Linked DNA regions of Rattus norvegicus: region 1 is linked to region 2. The links are chromatin contacts, called in public Hi-C maps. All regions are on one chromosome and are shown on one strand. The core of a region is the stretch at or near the end of the contact, and the rest is flanking DNA. Distances in the headings are between cores, read along the strand shown. Region 1 has its middle 54 kb from the start of Stim2. Region 2 overlaps Stim2 (stromal interaction molecule 2).

Region 1 (5,747 bases), core at 298-2,797, 150 kb before region 2:
CTATGAAATAATGTAATGAACAAAGCTGGTAAAAGTCTCTCTGGATACATTTTGGTGAAAGAAAGTAGAGAATAAATAAGTGAAGTCATGGCATATTAGATGTGATAAATCTAAGTGGAGAGCAAGCTAGGGGAGTGTAGTGGTTTCAGAATGCATTTAGAAGAGGCCATTTTAAGCCAGGTGGTAAAGACTCATGGAAAAGTAGCATTTAGTTCAAGGCTAGAGAAAGTGATGGGGTGGGCACATGAGGAGTTAGGAGAAACACACGGGGGGTGGAGTGAGGTCTTTGAGCTTCATAGGGAGGTTATCTTTGATTTTGAGCAAGGAGAAAGTCATGGAGGGTTCTATGTAGAGAACCTGACATGTTTAATGAAAGGATCATATCAGTTGCTAGATGGAGGAAAGTCAAACACAGGCAAAGCACAAAGCTATGAGACTAGGACAGGAATCTTGGCAAGAGATGATAGAGTACGGTGACTTGAGCCAAGCTGAGGATGGCATGAGTGCAAATCCTGCAAATATTTGTGGATAGAGCCAGACAATTTTCTGGCTGATTAGAGATAGGAGTTTAAGAGTAAAGGAGGAATCAAAACTGACTCCATGGGTTGAGGTCCAAAAATATGAAAACCTCGTTGTGATTTGATGAGATAGGGCAGGAGCAGGCTTACCCAGGGAGGGCAAGTTTCCTTTCTGGGTAAGTTAAGTCTGAGATGCATGTTCCCCATCCAAATGGGGACATTGAAGACAAATATGTAACAAGAATTCAGGGGAAAGGTCCAGGCAGAGAAATACATTTAGAAGATGTCGGCATATAGATGGAATTTCAAGTTGGGAAGCTGGCTGGGATCATAGGTCAGAACACATGGATAGAGCAGACGTCAAAAAAGCAACCCTCCACCCATAGTAAGGGGTCTGGAAGCTGAGGAGAAACCACAAAAGAGACCAAGCAGAGAAGGGGTACCTGGCAGAATGCAGGGTTCTGAGAGCTGAGTAAAGAAAAGTACTTCCAGAAGACGTGAATAAACTGCCACAGAGGTCAACAAACAGGGCTGAAAATGGACCACTGAAATTAGCAACATGGAATCTTCTAGAGACTTAGCAAGAGCAAAATAGAAGCCAAACACTGACAGGAGTGGGCTGAAGAAAGATCAGGATAAGGACAAGTGGAGACAGAAAATTCAGACACAACCTGTTCCATACTATAACAGGAGCAACTCACCAAGGCATGGCTGGAGGGGAACACCGGGCCAATAGTTTTTTTTTTCCTTCAGGCAAGAAAAATTGCACCTTAGTCGTATATATTGACCAGAGCAGCCAGACATGATAGTAAGTTTCCTCTAAGTGTGTGTTCTCCCCTTTTTCCTAAGGATTGTTTTAATTTGTGAGTAATCTGATTTCTGCAGATCTTTTAATAAAATGAAGCTGCATGAAAAAATTCTGTTTGTCCCATTTCCCTGCAAATACTGAACAGGGCCTGTCGGCCCTTGTGTGAGAAGCTGCGTTTAGATCAAGCCTGCTGGTTTCCCTAGGTTTCCTGGCCTCCAGCCCACAGCACAGCTGTTCTGTGGATACTCCCTTCCCTCCACACAGGCCAGGCCTGACTACATTCATGTAGCCTCGTGCCTTTCCAGGAAAATAGACCCACTAAGAAGGTGATTCTGCAACAACAATCACGAATAAGCTTATCTTTCTCCTTTAGAAAGTTCAAACTAGCAAGTTTTCAGATAAAAATTACTTGGACTTTTTAAAACTTTTTTATTTTTTTATCCTTAATGCCAACATTAACCAGTCAAAAGACGCAGGCAAGCAAGTCATGTGGAAGATGGAGTGGTGATTGTGCGACTGAGTCAGGAACTGTGAGGATAAAAGTAGGGGGCCACATAGTGACACACAAACTGAGTAGGGTGACTTGACTCTCATTGACAGGTCATGTTTTCCTGATACCATGTGTGGCGCTTTGAAGGAAAATGGCCCCCATAGACCCATAGTGGGTGGCAGTGTTAGAAGGTGTGGCCTTGTTGGAGGAAGTGTATCACTGGGGATGGGCTTTGAGGTTTCATAAGTTCAGGCCAGACTCAGTGTCTCTTTTGTCCTGCAGTCCGAGGATCTGGATGTAGGACCCTTACTACCTCTCCAGCGCCATGTCCACTGCCATGCTTCCCATTGTGACGATACTAGACTAAACCTCTAAACTGTAAGGCAGCACCAAAGAATGTTTTCTTGTATAAGAGTTGGCATGGTCATGGCGTCTGTTCACAGTAATAGAAACCCTAACTGAGTCACTATGTTTTCTATGTTTGTCAGAATTCAGCTTATGATTTAGGGTAGACATTCAGGCCCACTTAACAAAAGTGAGCATTTACTCACATAGTAAGGATGCACAAACAGAATGAGTCGCCTCCAGGCATACTGGTCAATGGTACAACTGATGTCACTCAGAATCCAGCTCTTCTTTCTCCTTCTGGGCAGTGTATGGTTCGTAGATGCCTTTCTAGAAGCAATAAAGACTGGCAACCTCTGGCAGCTCTTGATAATCTTGCGTCATAGCAAATGAAATCCCAGGGCAGAAGCAGTCTCCTTCCTAATACTCTAATTAAGCCCTTGGAGAATGTTTGATTGGTCCATTTTGGGTCATCTCTGAGTTCCTGAGTCAATCACTGGCCAACGGGATAGAGAATGATGACTAGCTAAGCCTGAGTCACGGTCTGTACTTGGATGGAGATGAGATCACAGGGAAGCAGGTGTCCTAAAGGGAAATTAATACTCGCTTGCCAAAGAGAGAGGAGCTGCATGCTGCTGGAGCTACTGGAACATGGCGCGTGGCTCCACCCCTCAGGCCAATTTTCTTATAAAGGAAAGGTGCTCGTTTTTTATGAAGGGTTCTTACTGCTGTTAAAGATCACCCAGGGAGGGAGGGGGAGGGAAGAGACTGGCAGAGCACTGAAAGCTCTTTCTTGGTTACCGCTTTCAATTTTGAAATTGAACTTCTAAAAAGAAAATGAGCCAAAAGAAACCAGGAAGATTAAATTCATAAAGATAAAAAATTTAAAAGACAATATAATAAAAAGTAAAGCCATCCCAACTTCAACTACTTGAAAAGCTTACTAAATAGATTAGGAGACCTTCATAGAGGGTAAAAGAAATCATAGAGTTAAGGATAGAGCTCAATGGTTCATGTGACCTGAATGTGTGAGAACTAGATCAACTCCTAACACCAAAAAAAAAAAAAAAAAAAAAAAAGAGAGAGAGAGAGAGAGCGAAACACCTAGTTTAGAAAAAAAAGGCACAGTCACATATATGAAAGAAATCAAGAGGACACAAAGGTCTTAAATATCAAAATTTAAAATATTAAAATATGCATATTCTATAAGCAATATGTAAAATATCAAACTCTAGTGAGTATAAGCACAAGGTCTTCTAGAGGACCTGGAAGGGATGATGTCAACCCTGGAACGCTTTATGATCAGAGAGTTTCACAGGCAAGTGTCAACTGTCCAAAATAGATGGTTAAAATATAACGCGAATAACTCTGGGCCACAGAGAAACCTAAATTCTGTAATTCAATATTAGAATTATTAAAAATTACATGAAAAAAAATCACCCAATAAGAGTCCAGCAGTTAATCGAAAGTAGTAACTAAAGGATAAATAATAGTTACATAGTTGGGTTATCTCAGATCAGAAAAATCTGTCACCAGGGTTCATTATTACAACAATCTCCCAGGGATGTGTTCTTTGTTATAAATGACAAATCAACTAATTTAAATCAATGGTTCTCAACCTTCCTAATGTGGTGACCCTTTAATGAAGTTCCTCATGTTGTGGTGACCCCAACCACAAAATTATTTTCACTGCTAATCCATCACTGTAATTTTGCTACCGTTATGAATCATAATGTAAATATCTGATATGCAGGATAGCTGATATACAACCCCTATGAAAGGGTCATTGGACCCACAAAGGGGTCACAACTCACAGGTTGAGAATCACTGATTTAAGGTTACTCTGTGTGATTCTACGGCCTGGATGAATTCAAATGAGAAGATCTTATCCCTGTGCTATTACTGTGTGACTTACATAATGAATGGGACCAAGTGACTTTCCAGCATTTGTAGACTGGCCCATTCTTTCACACAGCACTGTACAGGATTCTGAGTGCGGACCTCTTCCAAGAGCACCAGTCCTATTGTGCAATTGCATATCCGGTTCTGATTGCATCATGCCTGCCCATGTCCAGTTGGCTAGAGTCAGATGCATGTGTCAAATCGATGTGGGAAAGAACAGCACGGAGGCAGGAAACACATGCAGGTACAGTTGTTCTAGTCACCACAATCAGCACACCATGCATTTGATACAGCATGCAAGCAATTTCAAATAAACACCTAAAATAGGTGTGGAAGAGAAGAATAGATACATTGAATCATAGGAAACGCCAGTGTTCAATTCTTCTAGACCTACAGAGCAACAACATCTCAGCATAATATTAACCTAAAAAATAATAACTAGACTTACTTCCATTGAAACCAGAAGCTTAAAATGAAGTTACAAGTATTATTAATACTTGTTCTTAGGATCTAACAATTTCATTTAAATAGAATATGAAACAATTGTTATAACCATTGAAATAAGATGTCTATGTTGAGAATGTGGTTATGTGCTTTAAAAGCAATCTGGTTCAGAGCCGCAGAGATGTTTTAATGGTTGTAAGCAATGACTACACTTCCAGAACAGCCAGGTTCAATCCCCAGCACTTACGCGGCAGTTCACAACCACCTGTATTACCAGTGTTGGGATCCAATGCCATATTATGGCTTCTGTGTATACTAAGCACACATGCAGTGCATAGTCATACATGCAGGTGAAATACCCATACAGAAAAAAATTTTAAATAAAAAATATAAATTTATCAGCATTATAGTATTTAAATAAGGAACTTGAAATGTTCTCTTTCTGGCAGTCAGCACCTAGAAAACAGAATGGGAAACATATTTCAATCACAATAAAGATGATATTTTTATTAGAAATGAATTTAACATGAAAGGCATGAAGTAGTAACATCTTATCAAACATCTAAGCCAAGACCTTAACAGATGGGGGGAATAATTCAGTCTTGGTTGTGAATATAATACAAGTCGGTCTCACCAAAATCAAGAAATAAATGTAATCAATTACCATTGGGGAAGATAGAAGTTAGATTAAATTGTCTCAAAATGTATGGAAAATGAGGGCCTAAGGGTAACTAGGAGCTAAATAGCTAATACACACACACACACACACACACACACACACACACACACACACACACATCAAAAAATTCAAAGACAGGATATAGTGAAAACTTTTCCCATCCGTGTCTCACATCTGCCCAGTTCTATCTCATGCCTTACCAGACAGATTCTTCCAGAAGTTTTGTATATAGTTAAGTATGTTGATTTCCCCCCTGTTGTGCTTTGCATAATCGGATGTTCACAAGCATGCTTCTGCATAAGTCTGTGAGAGCACAAAGACCTCTTTTGTCACCTACGATGTGTCCACCCCAGTTTCCAGTTGACCGAGAACCTGGCCCCCTGTTACTGAATATTGGGGTTACTTTTACCATTTGTCAATACAAGTTGCATCACAAAATATATACCTTTTCCACTGGCAAACACATTAGTAGAATCATTTCCCAAACATGAAACTGCTGGGAATGTGCATGTGGAGTTTAGCCAGATTGTCCTCCCTGAGGGTCATCTCAAGGGGTCATGG
Region 2 (5,949 bases), core at 514-3,013:
TAGTGAGGCAAGGGTTGGTCCTGTGAACTATATTCTGGGAGACTTAGGGGCCATATAGTTTAAGGTCCCCAAGACTGGCAATGGTTTCATATATTTAAAGGAGTATAATAAGAAGGCGTATGTAGTAGGCTGTAATAAAGGATAGCATAAGAGAGATGGACATCTCCAGATTCCCTATTAGACTTTTTTACAGCCACATATAGATCTAGGATTTGTTATAAGTATATTTTAATAATATCTCCATTTAGGAGTTTTGAGTTCATTTTTGTTTTTTCTTGTGTGCATGTGTGTGAGTGTGTAGTGCCCATGCACACAGAAGCTCAAGGTTGGTGGTGAGAATCTTTCCACTTGGTCTTTCATCTTATTCTTTGAGGCATGGTTTCTGAATCAAACGTACGGCTGGCCAGTATGTCTAGTCTTGCTAACTGGCTTGCTCTAGGGATTCTCTGCCTCAGCCCTCTGGGAATGAAATTGCAGTCAGGTGGCCACACTCACCCGGCAGTTCTATAGGTTCTGGGATCTTAACTCAATTCTCTTGCTTCCAGGGCTGTGCTTTATGCTGAACCTACTCTGTCTAGGAGTAGCTGCTGGTGAGGGTCTGGGAGTGAACTTGAGCAGTGGTGACTGTCTGGTGAGAGCAGGGTGGCAGACTGGCCAATCAAGTTCTAGTTTGAAAAAATAGTTAGCATTATATTTACTGTGTGATTGGATACTGGATATTGGTACGAACAAGAATAAGAATAAAGGTTTTGCATTTCAATAGTGTCACAATTTGGAGGATTGTAATAATTAGGGGAAATGTCTGGATAAGCTTGTGGGTGCTCAATGGAAAGAACAAATGCTAACTGAGCTTTTTTAATGATGGGTGAGGTAGAAGACAGAGGGCTATGAGGCCAGAAACAGTAAGATTTGAGAGAGAGTACTGAGAAACATCCAAAGAGAAAGAAAACTAAGAGAGTGTGAGGGTCCGGAGACCTCAGAAAGAGCATGTTTTAAGAATGGGTATGAACTCCAGAGAGGAGTTGAAGCAGCAGGCTTCATGGTTGGACCTTCAGTGTTCTAAATAGATGCAGGTTCATGCTGGCCAAGTGAAAGTAAATGGTGTAGTTTACACAGGAAGTGAAGACAGTAAATATTGTTGACTTCCTGAGGGAGGAATAGAGAATGGGATCCTGATACCAGAAGGAAGAAACAGGTTAAAAATGTTATTTTGTGGGGTCGAGAGGCAGTGGGGAGGGGTGTCTCACAACTGTCTGTAACTCCAGGTCCAAGGGATTTTGGATCCTTCTGGCCTCCGTAAGTATCCCCACTCACATCCTCACAGTTATATACACAACCATGAGTAAAAATGTTTTTAAACAGTTAGTTGTATTTTAAAGGATGGAGGTTTCACAGTGTGTTCATGTATTAATAGAATGCTCCAGTTCAGCAGTAATTGATACGGAGGAAGACCGCACCATCTTAATTGAAAAGCAGCCCTCACTGAGTTGGAAAGTGCAGATATATAATTAGACTGCTCATGCTGGTCTCACTGTCTTGTCTGTTGGGATTTTATCTGCTAATTTCTAGAGGCTTATTCTTAATTTCTAGAGGATCTTAGCCTCTGTGGGCTTGCATTTTCAAGGATGGTGACCAAAAGAAAGTAGGCATCTTCCTTGCCTGTGCTAGTTAGAAAAGTGCCAGGAAGTCACACCAACCTGTCACTGGGGTGTTTTGGTTACATCTTTCTGACTTCATTCCCTCAGATGATCAGAAAGTGTAGAAGTGGAATACTAGCACACCCAGCCCTACAGCCAGGTTAGCGAGAGCAGTTAGACAGGGAAGAGCAGACCGAGGCTGATAAAATCCAGGATGGATGCAGGCTGGGGCCTGGCCACGGGTTAGAACAATCTGATAGGCTTTTGACTGCAAATTAAGTTTTTCTGAAATCTCGAAACAAACAAATGGATACTGTAATATTGTATTAAATCTCAATTTTATCAAAATGAGCTAATACAGCTTTGAAAATTGAAAACAAACAAAAAGAAAAAAAACTTACCTACTTATTAAAGCAGTTTTCCTAGGTACTGCCTGGTACTTTGTCTGTGACAGGTCCAAACTGACTGAGTTTATAAACTTACTTTTGAGAGAGGGTTTTATTTTGTAACTGGGCTGGCTTTAGGGATAGCCTCCTGAATCAGCTGAGTGCTGAAATTACAGGCAGGTGCCTCTTCCCCCAGCATCACTGTAGAAGGAAAGCAGTCAATCAGAGGTTGTATAAAACTCAGGAATACTATGTACACTGAATGAATTTAGAAATCTTGACAAGAGAGATGCCTTCCAAATATTTGTGTATTAGAAGAGTAGGTGTTTTTTTCTATACCACCCAAACACTCATAGAATACCATTGTTATTTATTACACTCCAGTCATTACCGAGACTTAGGTTTCGGTATATTTTTAAAACAGAAAGAATGTAAAAGGTTTTTACAGTGTTGTTTCTTCATTTACATGAGAATTAGATCTGAGTACTGTTGACTTTTCCCAGTAAGGCTCCTCCAGGATAGACAATGGGCACTGTACAGTGAATACACCTGGAATTTATAAAAGCTTCAAAGAGTTGTCTAGTACAGTATTACTTCAGGAATTTTCCATAGGTAATTGCTGCCATCACATCTAGAAGAAGCAGTACTTTTATGTCCCACTCTATTATAAAATAATAGTTCACTTAGGTTTTTATTGACTCTTGTCACTTTCTTTATGATCTAGTGTAGGATCTGGTTAGCATTTTTTCAAAAATCAATTTGATGCCATTGTGATTAGTCATCTTTTTTATATTAACAGGAAGGAAGGATCAGCGTTCTCTAGGGACAGTTGCGCAGTGTCTTAGTTATGGTTTTACTGCTGTGAACAGACAAGATGACCAAGGCAATTCTTACAAAAGACAACATTTATTTGGGGCTGGCTTACAGGTTCAGAGGTTCAGTCCATGTCATGAAGGTAGGAGCATGGCAGCTCTCAGGCAGATGTGGGGCTGGAGGAGATCAGAGTTCTACATCTTCATCCAAAGGCAGATAGGAGACTGTCTTCCAGGCAGCTAGGACGAGGATCTTTTTTTTTTTTTTTTTTAAGAATTATTTTTTAAATATTTTATTTATTTATTATATATATGAGTACACTGTAGCTGTCTTCAGACACACCAGAAGAGGGCATCAGATCTCATTACAGATGGTTGTGAGCCACCATGTGGTTGCTGGGATTTGAACTCAGGACCTCGGGAAGAGCAGTCGGTGCCCTTAACCACTGAGCCATCTCTCCAGCCCTAGGACGAGGATCTTAAAGTCCATGTCCATGGTGACACACTTCCTCTAGCAAGGCTACACCTACTCTAACAAGGCTACACCTCTAAATAGTGACACTTTCTGGGCAAAGCATATTCAAACCACAACACGAAGTTCTTACACTAGTAGCTTTTTATTTTGCAAGTAAATTTGTTAGGTATGATTTAGAAGTCAATTATAGTTTGTTGACAGTTCTATTACAAGTAATTCCTAGATAATAAAGAGTTTTGCTTACATGGTCCATCAAATACATGAATGAATAGTTCATAACTAAATAGGACCTTGAATTATATTTCATAAAATCATATTGATTTATCTCTAACACTTTTGAAAGAGAGAGCAGGTTACTGTTTTCATTGGCTCATCTGGAGACAAGAGAGAGAGAGAGAGAGAGAGAGAGAGAGAGAGAGAGAGAGAGAGAGGCAGACAGAGACAGAGACAGACACAGAGACAGACACAGACAGAGACTGACTAAAATATCTAGATCTAGTCACAAGAAGCCTAAGAAATACAATGTAGATTTGGAAACCAGTAAGCAGCTAATTAGAACAGTGAAAATAATATGAAATAAGCAGTAAGAGATTGTTGTCAGCTCCAACCCATAAAATTGAAAGTAAATATGAGATGTTTTAGATGTTTTAGTAATTTAACCACATGTAATCACTATGTTTCTAAAGACACTTCTAAAATTACAGATTATTCCTTACTGCAAAGTCATGAATCAGCCTTTCTTTAAACTGTAGTTGTTAAAGTTGTCTCAGTTGTTTATAGTGGCTGTTATTTTTGTATAAATACCAGAAACCTATAGTAAAAGATTTCCAGTATTATGTATTTTCATCATACATCTTCTCAACTTATTTCTAGATGAATTCTGATGTAGACTTGCTATAGGTTTAAGAACTTTTACCTTTTCATCACTTATTAAAGAAAGACCCTCCTCCTTTCCTGAACAGACAAGATCAATATTTGCAAGTAATGAGAGCCTTGGTTTGACTTCATATGTTCAGTTCTCCATGTGACTTCAGGTGAATAAGGTTCCCTAAGTTCCTGCGTTTCCATTTGTAAACTGTAGCTATTAGCACTCTCCTGGTAGCAAGTCTGCACTCACAGACAGCTGTGCTGAGGATTTGGGAGAATGGGGCCCTGTGTTTGTTGTTATCATTGTCATTGTTTAAGGTCCCCATTCTGGCTGGGTGAAGTCGAATGTCTTTAATCTCAGCACTGCAGAAGCTGGGGAGGCCCATCTCTATGCACTGTAGGCCAGCCTAGTCTACATAGGGAGGTCCAGAGCAGACAAACAAACAAAAACCAAAACAATTAGCATAGTGTCTTCAAGAATACCATAAGCAGTAAAATTAACAGAATTTTTATCTACATATAAACATCTTGTTTTTAAGCTTTAATTTCATAGCTGAAGTAAATCAGACTTAGAGAAGTTGTCAGAACCAGAACAAAGACTTTCCATGAGCTGTTTGTTCAGAGATTCCCCACGTCCACTTCTGTTCTCACATTTGTCCTAATAATGACTTTCATAACTGAAGAGTACAGGATCAGTCTTCAGCCTTCGAGAGGTCCTTTATATCCTATACCCTACTCACTTTGGCTAATTATCTTTAAAAATGCTATTTTGTAGCTTTTTTTTTGTTCTTAAATTAGGGTTTATTTGTTACATTTACATGGTCAGGTTATGCATTGAGGATGAATGGATTGTCGTGGAAATGATTTTTTTCATTATATCCTTTTTTTGTGGTCTGTGTCAGTTTGTTTTAATGTCGGTGGTTTTACCTTTGTCACATATGGAAGGTAGTGCCCACTGTATTTCTTCTATAAGTGAATTTCCATCTTTCTGTTAGGATAGTTCTGTTTTTGTTTGACACAGGGTTTCATGTAGTCCTGGCCTGCATCAGACTGGCTGTGTGGCTCATCCACTCTCAGTTTTATGCAGTGCTGTGACCTGAACTCAGGCCTCTGTGCATGTTAAGTAAGAACTAACTGAGCTATGCCTCCATCCCCTATTAAATCATATTCCTCATACTGTATTCACCCACGTGTTTTGGTGTCCTTTGGATCTTGTTTTTTTTTTTTTAATTAACTATTATACTGATGATTGCCAAATGGCAGTTTTTCAAATTCCGTCATTCTTCTGTTTATTAGTTGGCATTGTACTGCAAGAGACTTAAACAGAGTGCATTATTACCATCTTGTCATGTGAGAACGGTGGGTGATAACAGACTTGACTTGGAAGAAGCTCCCGGGAAAGATACTCTCAGCATCTTTCTGAGTCTTAGAAGTTTCATCTGCAGTATGTGTTCATCTCATTGCTCTCAGTGCCAACTTTTCTCTCTCATTCTCTGGGTTTTCATTTGTTACTGCCAGCCTTTTTTGATGCTCAAATGCACCGTGTTGGTGAGGGGTCTTCTATGCTGGCTTTAGTAAACCTTAAATGACCTCCTGGGTTCTTGAACCCTTCCTTTTGACCTAAAAAGGTATTATGGATGCATCGTGTTATTTCTCAGTGCCAGGCTTAGAAACACTCATTACAGTAGTTGATGTGGTATTTAGAAATAAAGATTTTAGCAAGAATGTTTCTTGCTACTAGGATATTATTCTGTGATATTTTTCAACTGTCA

Evidence for each region. A called contact is a pair of places that touch in the nucleus more often than the background predicts.
Region 1: a contact with region 2 is called in a Hi-C map of psoas muscle, with 1.4 times the contacts expected there. The contact joins two enhancer-like sites. A contact is called at or near these places in 2 of 12 Hi-C or Micro-C datasets (mammary epithelial cells and psoas muscle) and 1 of 1 datasets of contacts at active chromatin or transcription factors (oligodendrocytes).

What each region holds. Positions count from the first base shown.
Region 1 is chr14:61,268,426-61,274,172 of GRCr8, reverse strand. No RefSeq gene overlaps it. Among named protein-coding and RNA genes, the nearest start is that of Stim2, 54 kb to the right of the region's middle. Within about 2 kb of position 1,547, at least 11 of the 93 cell types and tissues checked have an H3K27ac peak or open chromatin away from gene starts, as enhancers often do.
Region 2 is chr14:61,119,520-61,125,468 of GRCr8, reverse strand. All of the region lies in intron 3 of Stim2 (stromal interaction molecule 2), which reads left to right. Among named protein-coding and RNA genes, the nearest start is that of Stim2, 95 kb to the left of the region's middle. Within about 2 kb of position 1,763, at least 1 of the 93 cell types and tissues checked has an H3K27ac peak or open chromatin away from gene starts, as enhancers often do.